3 separate regions of the Sus scrofa genome follow, and all the other regions are linked to region 2. A link is a contact called in public HiChIP or PLAC-seq data. All regions are on one chromosome and are shown on one strand. The core of a region is the stretch at or near the end of the contact, and the rest is flanking DNA. Distances in the headings are between cores, read along the strand shown.

Region 1 (4,107 bases), core at 196-2,695, 210 kb before region 2:
TTCATCTACATCGGTGACAAAAGATTATAGGCAGTGATTTGAGCATCTTTTCAACCCTCATAAAAAATACGCAATTAAGAAATACATTTTTTTGGATCCCGCTGTGGTACAGTGGGTTAAGAATCTCACTCCAGTGGCTCGGGGTGGTTGCAGAGGCAAAAGTTTGATCCCCAGGCTGGTACAGTGAGTTAAATGCCAAAGCTGTGGCTCAGATTCAGTTCCTGTCCCCGGAACTTCCACATGCTGCAGGCGCGGCCATAAACAATAGTAACAACATTTTTTTCCCTTCATCTTGAACTCACTGAATAAAGTCATTTTTATGTGATGGTTTTTCAAAGCTCTAATTTTTCTCTGGTGATGAAATTTGACATTTGGTCTAAAAGCAGAGCTATCATGAGTAAATATGAATCCTTTCCACAACACAAATTGACATCAGACCCAATAAAGGGACTTTGGGAAAGAAGCCTTGTAATGAAGGAAGACTTGAAAAGACAGAATGTTCTGAAACTCATCAGAGAGTTGGATGTGTATAACCAGAGGGAACTGACAAAGTCCCAGGTCCTTAGAAAAAGAGAGACACTGCATAATAAAATTGAAACTAGAGGAGTTCCCACCATGGCACAGTGGAAACAAATTCGACTAGGAACCAGGAGGTTGTGGGTTCGATCCCTGGCCTTGTTCAGTGGGTTAAGGATCCAGCGTTGCCGTGAGCTGTGATGTAAGTCACAGATGCAGCTTGGATCTGGCATTGCTGTGGCTCTGGCGTAGGCTGGCAGCAACAGCTCCAATTAGACCACTAGCCTGGGAACCTCCATATGCCATGGGTACAGCCCTGAAAAGACCAAAAAAAAAAAAAAAAAAAAATTGAAACTAGAATAACCCATTGAGGGAGTTCCCACTGTGGCTCAGCAGGTTAAGAACATGACATAGTATCCATGAGGACACAGGTTCAATCCCTGGCCTCGCTGAGTGGGCTAAGAATCCAGTGTTGCCACAAGCTGCAGCGTAGGTTGCAGATGCAGCTCAGATCTGGCATTGCTGTGGCTGTGGAATAGGTTGCAGATGCGGCTTGGATCCAGTGTGGCTGTGGCTGTGGCCATGGCGTAGGCTGGCAGCTACAGCTCTGATTTGATCCCTAGCCTGGGAACATCCATATGCCTCAGGCGCAGCCCTAAAAAGAAAAATACTACTACTACTAATAAAAAGAATAACTCATTGAGGTTGAGCAACTGGGCTGGAACATGGTCTGTGCCATTCATTCCGGGCAGAGAAAAACCTTCCACACTGATTTTCCTCCAGCATTCCTGGAGGAAAAGGGAAAACCTTCCCCGTGCTGGAAGTACAACAGAGTAGGACAAAGGGCAGCAGACACTTCCCTGTGTGATTGTCCTAACGGTGAGTCGTCATGTGTCTACAGGATGACCCCCATGGTGACAAACTCATTTGTCACCCTCAGAAGGCCGTCCCCCTTGTGTGGCATCCCCTTGACTCAGCCTGGGAAAGGGGCATTGGACCCAAGCAGAGCTCCAGCCCTGAGATCTGGACTTGAGAGGAAAGTCCTAGGGCTGTTAGTTGGTTGGTGGCTAGTTGGTTAGTGGTTAAGTCAGAGGGGTTTGGGGAAGTCTTCTGTTTTAGGGGCTTCCCTTTCCTTCCTGCTCCTTCTGATATCACTTGCTTAAATCACTCTTTTTTGGGGGGTGGGGGCTGTACCTGTGGCATGTAGAAGTTCTTGGGCCAGGGATCAAACCTGCACCACAGCAGTGACAATGCCAGATCCTTAGCCCACTGAGCCACCAGGGAACTCCTATATTACCTTTTGAAAACACCATCCTTAGATGCAATTAGAGATGATCATCCTAAGTGAAGTAAGACAGAAGGAGAAAGACAAATGATATCACTTCTATGTGGAATCTAAAATATGACACAAATGAACCTATCTACAGAACAGAAACAGACTCACAGGCATAGGGAACAGACTTGTGGTTGCCAAGGGGGCAAGGAAGGGAGTGGGATGGACAGGGAGTTTGGGATTAGTCGATGCAAACTATTACATTTAGAATAGATAAGCAGTGAGATCTTACTGTGCAGCACAGGGAACTATGTCCAGTCTCTTGGGAGAGACCATGAGGGAAGATCATGCAAGAAAAAGAATGTATATACATGTATGACTGTGTCACTACGCTGTAGAGCAAAAATTGACACAACACTGTAAAATCAACCATACTCTAATACAAAATTAAATTAAAAAAGAAAAAGAATATATATATATATATATAAAATATGTATGACTGGGTCACATATGCCATACAGCAGAAATAGGCACAACACTGCAAGTCAACTACTTCAAAAAAAAAAAAAAGATCTACGTTCCCCCTGCCAAACAAAACATCATCCTAGGAAAGAGTTCACTCAAAGAAGGTCCTGAACCGGACAGCAGCCAATAACACTGCCAGCCTCTTAAAGGACAGAGGTGGTGTCAAAAGTCAGTTTGGGAAGCATATGGGAGGCGGGGTGTCAGAGCTGCTCTTTCCTCGTGTAGAGAGCATGGGGTTCATCTCTAGAAGCCCAGGCTGAGGCAGCTTACAAGGAAATGAGCCTGTGTGTGGGGTGGGGGTGGGAGGGTGGGAGTCAGCCATGCAAAGTTCCCACAAAGCAACAAAACACTTTCACCACTGCTCACTGAACTTTGGACAGCCACAAACTCAGGACTGGAAGCCACAAAGATGGTTGCGGCACACAAAGACAAACTGTTGGGTTTAAGAAGACTGTTTTAGATGGAAAAAAAAATTATTATCCTCCCTACTCCACAAATCTGTTTGTTACTAACCAACCTCTGGAGCCTTGGGAACTGGGCTGGACCCAGGTGAATCTCTCTCACCTGAGCCGCCTCCTCCGTATGCTTGACTTGGGAGACAAAAAAAAAAAAAAAAAGACAGAAAGAAAGAAAGAAAGAGTTCCCACTGTGGCTCCTCAGGTTAAGAATCGGTCTAGTATCCATGAGTATTCAGATTCGACCCCTGGCCTCACTCAGTGGGTTAAGGATCCAGCATTGCTGCAAGCTGCAGTGTAGGTTAAGGATGCAGCTAGGATGTGGCATTGCTGTGGCTGTGGCATAGGCCAGCAGGTGCAGCTCTGATTCAACCCCTAGCCTGGGAATGACCAAATGCTATGGGTTTGACCGTGTGTGTGTGTGTGTGTGTGTACACACTCAAATGGGGAAGACGTAGCTGCTTTTGAAAGAAGACCCTCTTTTCAGACAAAAGGAAATGATTCAAAAAGAATGGAAAAAATGGCCAAGGAAACCAATAGAAGCCAAGAGGCAAGGACAGGAGTGGAAATCCTCACTGCCCTTCCCTCCTTAGAGAGAGCACCCCTCCCTGTCCTTGGCCCAACCCTCCAGGACCCTCCAGAAGAGGAATCCCCTCTGGGCTTTACAACTGTGGGGCAAGAAAGAAGAGCATCTACAGTGGACATCACGAGTCCAAGGACCGAGAGGGGGTCTCGTACCTGAAATGCTTTCATTCCCTGAATCCGTTTTATCCCAAGACAGAGGGAAACCCTCAGTCACTAGACAGTAAAACATCAGAATACAGCATCGAGGGGAAAACAAAACCATCAACCAGCTTCACCGCACTCAAGAGAACCTGGGGAAAACAAACAAACAAAACAACACAAAAGACCAAGACCACAATCAGAAAAGGGTCCAAACTGAGTGACAGGTTGAAGTTGAATTAAACTGGTCCCACTTGTAGAAAAGCAGAAGCAATTCTAGAGGAGAACAGAGCTCTGGAGAAAGGAGAATCAATTTGGTCTGGGTGCAGCAGGAAGAGGCGTCCTGCTCAAGGGCCTACCCTGAGGTCCTGTCTAGTCCCTCCCAGGCTTCCCCCAGCCTTTTAAAGCATTGCTTCCTGGTCAAAAATAAACTTTTGCTGGACTTTCAGATGCTTATCTCTGGGCAAAAACTCTGACAGGGCTTTCTCACTCATTCTAGACCATTTGCATCCAGAGGGGAAATTATGGCAGAGAAAGATAAGTTTTCATCTTAGTGTTTCCAAAGACATTGGTTTGACAGGAGGTGACAGGGAGGTGCCCACAGTGAAAAGATGT
Region 2 (4,062 bases), core at 600-3,099:
GATGCTGCTCCTTGTAACTGAAGCTTGAAAAAACATCACCAAGAAGTTACTACCTGAATTGTGTCTTTTTTGTTTGTCTGTTTGTTTTTTAGGGCCGCAACCATGGCACATGGAAGTTCCAGGCTAAGGGTTGAATCGGAGCTACAGATGCTGGCCTGCACCATGGCCACAGCAATGTGGGATCTGAGTTGCATCTGTGACCTACACCACAGCTTATAGTAAGGCTGGATCCTTAACCCACTGAGTGAGGCCAGGGATCAAACTTGCATCCTCATGAATACTGGTCAGGTTTTTTTTTTTTTTTTTTTTTTTAATGCTGAGCCACAACAGGAAATCCTCTGAATTGTGTCTTGAAGACTAACTTCTGATGGAGGGGTTGTGAGGGAAGGGCATTCCAGACACAGTACAAATCCTATAGTCTGGAAACCAATTGAGGCTGACTGCAGGGTGCCAATGACTAATGTGATGAACAGTGGGATGGGTAATGAGAATGCACAGGTGGTCCTGGGAATGAAAGCCTTCCAGACCCTTTACTATATGGACTTGGTCTCTGCATTAGAACTTCTCTTCCTTAGGTCTCACATTATATCTCATGTCCAAAGTCTCCAACTAAATTTTAAACTACTCAAGGTCAAATACAAAACCACCTAGAGGGGAGTTCCCTTCATGACCCAACAGTTGGTCAGACCCAACTGACCAAGATCCATGAGGATGCAGGTTCGATCCCTGGCCTCGATCAGTGGGTTAAGAATCAGGCATTGCCCTGAGGTGCGGTGTAGGTCACAGACATGGCTCGGATCCCTCATGGCTGTGGCTGTGGCTGGCAGCTGCAGCTCCAATTGGACACCTACCTTGGGAACCTCCATGTGCCAAAAGTGTGGCCCTAAAAAAGAAAAAAAAAGTGAAAATAAAAAAAAACAAAAACAAAAAACTAGAGAGAGGAGGAGGGGGAGGAAGGGAGAAGAAAGAGCTGAAAGCCCTCCAGGAATCAGTAAAACACTACTGCAAAGTGCAGGCTTCCAGTCCACCAATCTGGGTTTGAATCCCAATTCTGTCACTTTAACCATGGGATCTCACGAAGCTCATTTCCTCCTACGTGCTCGATGAAGTTTCTGGCTTCTTGCACCGCCTCCTGGCACTAAAGTTCATGGCTTTTTGGGAGAATCATACGGTCTTCTTCTTGAAGGTGATTGTGCTGATGGGCGGGCTGATGGGAGGGCAGAATGCACGCCTCCTAACCCAGCATCTGGTCTAAGGTTGCAGTAAGTGCCCAATAACCACTCTTGGCTTAGAGATCAGCAGGGAGAACGGGGCAGGAAGCAGTGACTGGGAGCCAAAAAAGGAAGGAAATGGCCAAAATATCAGCAGAATAGACGCAGGAATTGACCCTGAGCCTGGACCCCTTAGGTGCCTGGTCCGTTGGCAAGTGCGATCCAAGCAGAAAGAGCTGGCTTTTGCTACCTGGGGAGACAGGAAAACTGCTTCTGAAATTAAAGGGCAGCGCTGCTAAGAACAGTAGGAATAAGAGAGTGTGATTTACACAAAGGTCTCCAGCCCCTGTGGGGAGTGCCAGCCGCCCCCCCGGGTATAGTCCTCGTGGCTGGACTACTTTCTTTCTCTGAGGCAAATAGGTGATGGTTGAGTCCTTTTTAAAGCTTTTTCTTTCCTTCCATGGAGCACATCCACCTCCATCTTGACTCACAGGCTCCCCCAGAAGTGTCTGGCCCTCTTGGAATGTCTGTAACCATTCCAACCATCCCAGCTGTCGCTTCCAAGCACCACTATTTTTGCTAACAAGGGTCAGAGGGCCTGAGGCCTCTTTCACGTTGGGTAGGCACCCTAGTGCTGGTTGCACAGCCGCGGGGAGCTGAGTCAGGCTCATGTGGAACCATGTGTGTACGTGTGTGCACGTGTTTGTTGGGGTGGGTGGTGGTTGTGGGAGGGGGGCTTCAAGGTAGCTTGGAGGGAAGATTTTTTTTTTTCTTCTTTTTTTGGCCTCCCCTGCAGCACATGGAGTTCCCAGGCCAGGGATCAGATCCAAGCCGCAGTTGCCGCCTGTGTCACAGCTGCAGCAGCCCCACATCCTTTAACCCACTGTGCTCTGGGATGGAACCTGCATTCGGGCATTGCAGAGATGCCACTGATCCCTTTGCACCAGAGCAGGAACTCCTGGAGGGGAGAGATGTTTGCCTTTAAAAAGCATTTCTGGGAGTTCCCGCTGTGGGGAAAGGGATCGGTGGTGTCTCTAGGACGTAGGTTCGATCCCGGATCTGGCACAGTGGGTTAAGGATCCAGCGTTGCTGCAGCTGCAGCTTAGGTCACGACTGCGGCTTGGATCAGATCCTTGGCCCTGGGACTCCATGTATCTTGGGGCAGCCAAAAAGATTTAAAAAAAAAAAAAAAAGCTTTTCTGGTCCATAAGTAAAATGTCTCCACTTTTTTCCTCTTTGTCTCTCTGACCCAGTGTAACTTTTTTTTCCAATTGATCTCAACCAGGAAGGCTGAGTTTTAAATGTACATATTTATTTCCGGACAAATTCCTCTACGGATGCATCCTAGCAGCTTCGAGAAGGCAGGTTATATAGCTAAGGCACTGTTTCTGGGGAGGAAGGTGGCACAGTGCAGACATGGCTGTGAATTGAGGTGATGGGGCATGTGTGGGTGTGGCTGTGCTAACGTCTTCCTTCCCCTTCCCCTTCCAGAAGTTTCTAAATCTGTACCTCCTCAGAACCAAGATAGAGGAGGGTGTGGCAGACACACACACACACACCCTCAACATGTCTTCTTTCAGAAATTTCCAGCACGGCGCTGCTATTTTTAAAAGGCACAGGGAACTTGTGTGGTGGTTGAACAATGCAGGGAGCTATTTGTGCCTAGTCCCGGTTTAACACTGGCCGGCCCAGGATTCCAGCATTTTCGACTTCAGTAGGAAAGTAGCGCCCAACCATTAAACACATGCCCCCTAAGGCTGGGGAGGGCTCTAGCTGCAGGTGGTAGAGCCCATGGGGGATTACCACCCGGCTGTGGGTTCCTGCTGACAGTTAGGAAAAGGAATCAGGAGACGACCCCTGGGAGAGACACCCTCAGGGTTCATGACGCCATGGAACAGCGTTTGTCCCTGTCCTGTTTCCTGCTTCTCCTTTACCACCCCAGCCTTTCTCTGTCTCACTCCCGGTGAAACTGTCTCAGACTGTCTTGGAGTTCCCATTGTGGCTCAGCAGGTTAAGAAACCGAAGTAGTCTTGGTAAGGATGCAGCTTTGATCCCTGGCCTCACTCAGTGGGTTAAGGATCCAGCATTGCCACAAATTTTGGCTTGGATCCTGCATTGCTCTGGCTGTAGTGTAGTCTGGCAGCTTCAGCCCCATTCCACCAATAGCCTGGGAACTTCCATATGCTGCAGGTGTGGTTATAAAAAAGAAGAAAAAAAAAAAAAAGACTGTCTCTCTCTGCTTCCCATTGTTCAACATCTCATCACAAAAACACAGGGGGAATTCCTGTCATGGCTCAGTGGTATCAAACCCGACTAGTATCCTTGAGGACACAGATTTGATCCCTGGCCTTACTCAGTGGGTTAAAGGATCTGGCATTGCTGTGACCTGTGGTATATGTAGGTTGAAGATTCACTTGGATCCGGCATTGTTATGGCTGTGGCATAGGCCTCAGCTGCAGCTGTGATTTGGCCTCTAGCCTGGGAACTTCCATATGGCACAGGTGTGGCCCTAAAAAGCCAAAAAAGCCAAAACAAACAAACAAAACAAAACAGGGCAATTGTATTAGCTTGGGCTGCTATAATCAAACACCAAAGACTAGGAGCCTTCAACAACATTTTTAAAAAATTTTAATTTTATTGAACTATAGTTGATTTACAATGTTGTGTTCTTTTCGGCTGTGCAGCAAAGCGATTCAGTTTTTTGTTTTTTGTTTTCGTTTTTTTGTTCTTGTGTCTTTGTGTCTTCTCTAGGGCTGCACTCACAGCGTGTGGAGGTTCCCAGGCTAGCGGTCCAATCTGAACTGCAGCTGCCGGCCGACACCACAGCCACAGCAACGCAGGATCCGAGCCA
Region 3 (3,952 bases), core at 399-2,898, 220 kb before region 2:
AGCTCACGGTAACACCAGATCCTTAACCCACTGAGCAAGGCCAGGGATCGAACTCGCATCCTTATGGATACTAGTTGGGTTCGTTGTCCACTGAGCCACAAAGAGAACTCTGTGACAAGCTTTTTAAATTAAATGTTCTTGAAGAGTAAATGTAAGATATCCTGATAAGGAATTCCCACTGTGGCACAGCAGGTTAAGGATCCGGTGTTGTCTCTGCGGTAGCTCTGGTCGCTGCTGCTGAGGGGAGGGTTTGATCCCTGGCCAAGGAACTTCCACATGCCACAGGTGTGACCAAAATAATAATAATAAAGAATGTCCCTGTAAAAAAGTCCCTTTTACCCTCTTCCAGGGATACTCATCAGAAGGAGGAAAAGAGATCAGGTTACAAATACATACTTGGGAAATAGCATTTAACCCAGAGGTTACCTCATATGCACTGAGATCTATGGTGACTTCCTCTATGGACCTTTTTTTTTTTTTTTTTGGCCACACCCGTGGTGTGCAGAAGCTCCTAGGCCAGAGATGGAACCCGAGCCACAGTAGTGACAATGCCTGATCCTTAACCTGCTGCACCACCAGGGAGCTCCAGTGGACTTTCTTTTTTGGATGAGAAGGGATTTTCATGTCTTGCTTTTTCCACCAACCTCACATGTGGATACATCCAGGAGGCTGTGACAAAAGTGGACATCATGCAGTATCCCTGTGCTGGTGACAACCAGAGGGTGGAAGATGGCTGGCCCAATGGGTAATTAAGTCCCTACTACCTCTGACCCCTTCCTACCTCATAGCCATCTGTCCCACCATCCCTCCCCCTGGTAGGTGACCATGAGAAACCACCCTGATGGCTGCTGTGTCCAAGCTGGACTCTGCTCAGAACACCCTTGATTCCTGGTCACTTGGAAAACCCCTAACTCTCCTTTAAGACTCAGCTGACTTGATTTCCTCTTTGAGCTCTTCCTGACATGGTCTATGATTTCCAGCCTCTAGACTCTTCCAGAAGGCAGGGGCCCCACCTATCTCTGCACCCACAGAACCCAGCAGTGGTGCCACTACACACACACACACACACACACACACGCCATACCTGTCTGTGCCCTGCAGTTAGATCTCTTGCTCTTGGGTTTATTTGGCAACAACACCCGCCTTTTTTTTTTACCCCTCCTCGGGTTTAACTAATCAATACTTAATGCCCCTCTGAAGTTAGAAAGTGACAAGAGTGACAAGGCGGCTCGTCAGTTTCTAAGCAGAAAGTGAAGAAGATAGAGCCAGCTTGCACACTTTTGGGGGAGAAGCCTCACTTTCCAGCTTTCCCTTCGTGAAGACCTATTTCTTTCTTTTTTTCTTTTTTCTTTGCTCTTTAGGGCCACACCTGGTTCCCAGGCTAGGGGTGGATCGCAACTACAGTTTCTGGCCTACACCACAGCCACAGCAACACAGGATCTGAGCCGCATCTGCGACCTATACCACAGCTCACGGCAACACCGGGTCCTTAACCCACTGAGCGAGGCCAGGCATCAAACCCGCAACCTCACGGTTCCTAGTCAGATTTGTTTCCTCGGCGCCAAGACGGGAACTCCAAGAAGCCCTATTTCTGAAGGAAGGATGATGTCAGAGCATGGCCAGAACAGTCAGAGCTGGAAAGCAAGACAACAAAGCTCTCTGCCTAGCTGCTTCTGCCTTCTGGAAAGTTCTGCTTCCTAAATGGCAATGAACTGGAGCAATCATTAGAAGTATTCTTTTTTTTTTTTTTTTTTTTAACGGCTGCACTTTGCAGCACATGAAAGTTCCCAGGTTGGGGGTCTAATAGGAGCTACAGCTGCTGGCCACAGCCACAGCCACAGCCACAGCCACAGCCACGCCAGATCCGAGCTACATCTGCAACCTACACCACACCTCACCGCAATGCTGCATCCCCGACCCACTGAGCGAGGCCAGGGATCAAACCTGAGTTCTCTAGGATACAAGTCGGATTGTTTCTGCTGTGCCACAACAGGAACGACTGGAAGTATTTCTTGAAGTTGCTCATTTTTAGGGGATGAAAAGCCTAAGAACCAGGATCCGAATTCTGTCCTAATTTCTGCTCTGGTGGGACCAGACTCGGAATCGTTTTCTTTTTTCTGTTTCTCCATAAACTGAGGGTTTTGACTATCAGGTGAAGCAACACCTGATAGTCACCGAATACCCACACAAATATACCACTGTGAGTCTGAGCTGGTGGCTGACTGCAGTATGGGCAAATAATTTTACCACTGGGTAATTTTGTTTTTTGTCTTTTTATTGCTGTACCCATGGCATATGGAATCTCCCAGGCTTGGGCTGAATTGGAGCTGTAGCTGCGGACCTGCACCACAGTCACAGACAGCAACACAGGATCTGAGCTGAGTCTGTGAACTACACCACAGCTCATGGCAATGCCAGATCCTTAACCCATTGAGGAAGGTCAGGGATCGAACCCATGTCCACATGGATACTAGTCAGGCTCCTTACCCCTGAGCCACACTAGGAACTCCCTGCTGGGTAATTTTAAAAAAACAAAAAAGGGAAGTTCCTGTTGTGGCTCAGGGGTAATGAACCTGACTAGAATCCATGAGGACCTGGGTTCAATCCCTGGTGTCGCCCAGTGTGTTAAGGATCCGTTGTTGCTGTGAGCTGCGGTGTAGGTTGCAGACGTGGCCTGGATCTGGCATTGCTGTGGCTGTGGTGCAGGCTGGCTGGCAACTGCAGCTCCAATTCAACCCCTATCCTGGGAACTTCCATATGCTGCAAAAAATAAACAAATAAAAACAAAATTTTTTAAATAAAATAAAAAGCAAAAAAGGAGGGTATGATTTGGGGTTGTGACATTTTTCAACCAGTTCACCCCTCACCTCCAGACGGTCAAAATCAATCAAGCTGAGCCTTTCTCTGTCTCTCCCTCTCAAAGCTTAGGGGGAACTTCACTGGCTTTGGATGACAATATTTTGAGCTCCAAGGTCACATGGAGGTCACTGGCTTGAAGACCAGAGGAGCAAGCCAACTCTCCTCTCCCAGGCTGCTGCTTCAAGATGGGTGTGGAGCAACGCTCAGCATGAGCAGAACTGCTGGCTTCATGGTCCAGATGAAATGCGAGTTTGCCAAGCAGGGGAGCCTGGCCCGGGTTTTATGAGTCCTGGCATCAAGGATACAGCCTCTCACAGGGCTGGACCAGCGTTACATCATGGACACCAGGCTCAGGGTCTTGAGAGTAACCGGAGATGGACAAAGTGTGACCTGCTCTACTGAGGCTGCTGCAGATCTAAAAATCCGGGGTTTCTGTCCATTCCTCGCCTGGCAGAACCACAGAGGTTGCTTCTCCAGTGGAGACATGGGCTGCAAGCCATCCAGCTGGTGGAGGGAGGCTGTCCCTCTGGAGGAGAAGCCGCAGAGGCACTTTCCTTTCCATGTTGGGGTTGGCATCACAAAGTTTAGCACCTTGGCGGATCCCCAACACCAGGAGAGAACCAATGACTCCGATTCCAGGATGAAATGCAGAGTCCCTGTGGTCCTCTGCAGGGGTTGCTGTGCAAAGGTGCTTCTCTGCACCGGCTTACACAGGAGAACCAGGAAACACAGCCAGACCTCAGAGATACGCTGGGAACAGGAAGTACCCAGGCAGCTTTCTGTGCAAACACAGTTTCCCCACCTCCCCAAGCCCAGAAACCCCACATGGCCTTGGTTAGAAGGATCTAGAGGCTTCTGTTATCATGTTCATTCTCCTCCTCCTCCAGAAACACTACTCATTATTTTTTTGTCTTTTTAGGGCCATGCCCATGGCATATGGTGGTTCCCAGGCTAGGGGTCCAATTAGAGCTGGAGCCAATGGCCTCCACCACAGCCATGGCAGCCAGATCCGAGCCACGTTTGCGACCTACATCACAGCTCACAGCAACGCTGTGGTGGCCAGGGATTGAACCTGCGTCCTCATGGATACTAG

Evidence for each region. HiChIP or PLAC-seq counts read pairs in DNA pulled down with a chosen protein or histone mark.
Region 1: a contact with region 2 is called in an H3K27ac HiChIP or PLAC-seq map of alveolar macrophages. The contact joins two enhancer-like sites. A contact is called at or near these places in 1 of 47 Hi-C or Micro-C datasets (psoas muscle) and 2 of 2 datasets of contacts at active chromatin or transcription factors (alveolar macrophages and skeletal muscle).
Region 3: a contact with region 2 is called in an H3K27ac HiChIP or PLAC-seq map of alveolar macrophages. The contact joins two enhancer-like sites. A contact is called at or near these places in 1 of 47 Hi-C or Micro-C datasets (epiblast stem cells) and 2 of 2 datasets of contacts at active chromatin or transcription factors (alveolar macrophages and skeletal muscle).

Annotation. Positions count from the first base shown.
Region 1 is chr10:41,252,924-41,257,030 of Sscrofa11.1, reverse strand. The region is part of intron 2 of SVIL (supervillin); the gene reads right to left. Among named protein-coding and RNA genes, the nearest start is that of SVIL, 79 kb to the right of the region's middle. Within about 2 kb of position 1,445, at least 1 of the 83 cell types and tissues checked has an H3K27ac peak or open chromatin away from gene starts, as enhancers often do. A contact at or near this core is called in alveolar macrophages, where this site is marked.
Region 2 is chr10:41,047,633-41,051,694 of Sscrofa11.1, reverse strand. No RefSeq gene overlaps it. Among named protein-coding and RNA genes, the nearest start is that of SVIL, 130 kb to the left of the region's middle. Within about 2 kb of position 1,849, at least 11 of the 83 cell types and tissues checked have an H3K27ac peak or open chromatin away from gene starts, as enhancers often do. A contact at or near this core is called in alveolar macrophages, where this site is marked.
Region 3 is chr10:41,271,102-41,275,053 of Sscrofa11.1, reverse strand. The region is part of intron 3 of SVIL (supervillin); the gene reads right to left. Among named protein-coding and RNA genes, the nearest start is that of SVIL, 97 kb to the right of the region's middle. Within about 2 kb of position 1,648, at least 1 of the 83 cell types and tissues checked has an H3K27ac peak or open chromatin away from gene starts, as enhancers often do. A contact at or near this core is called in alveolar macrophages, where this site is marked.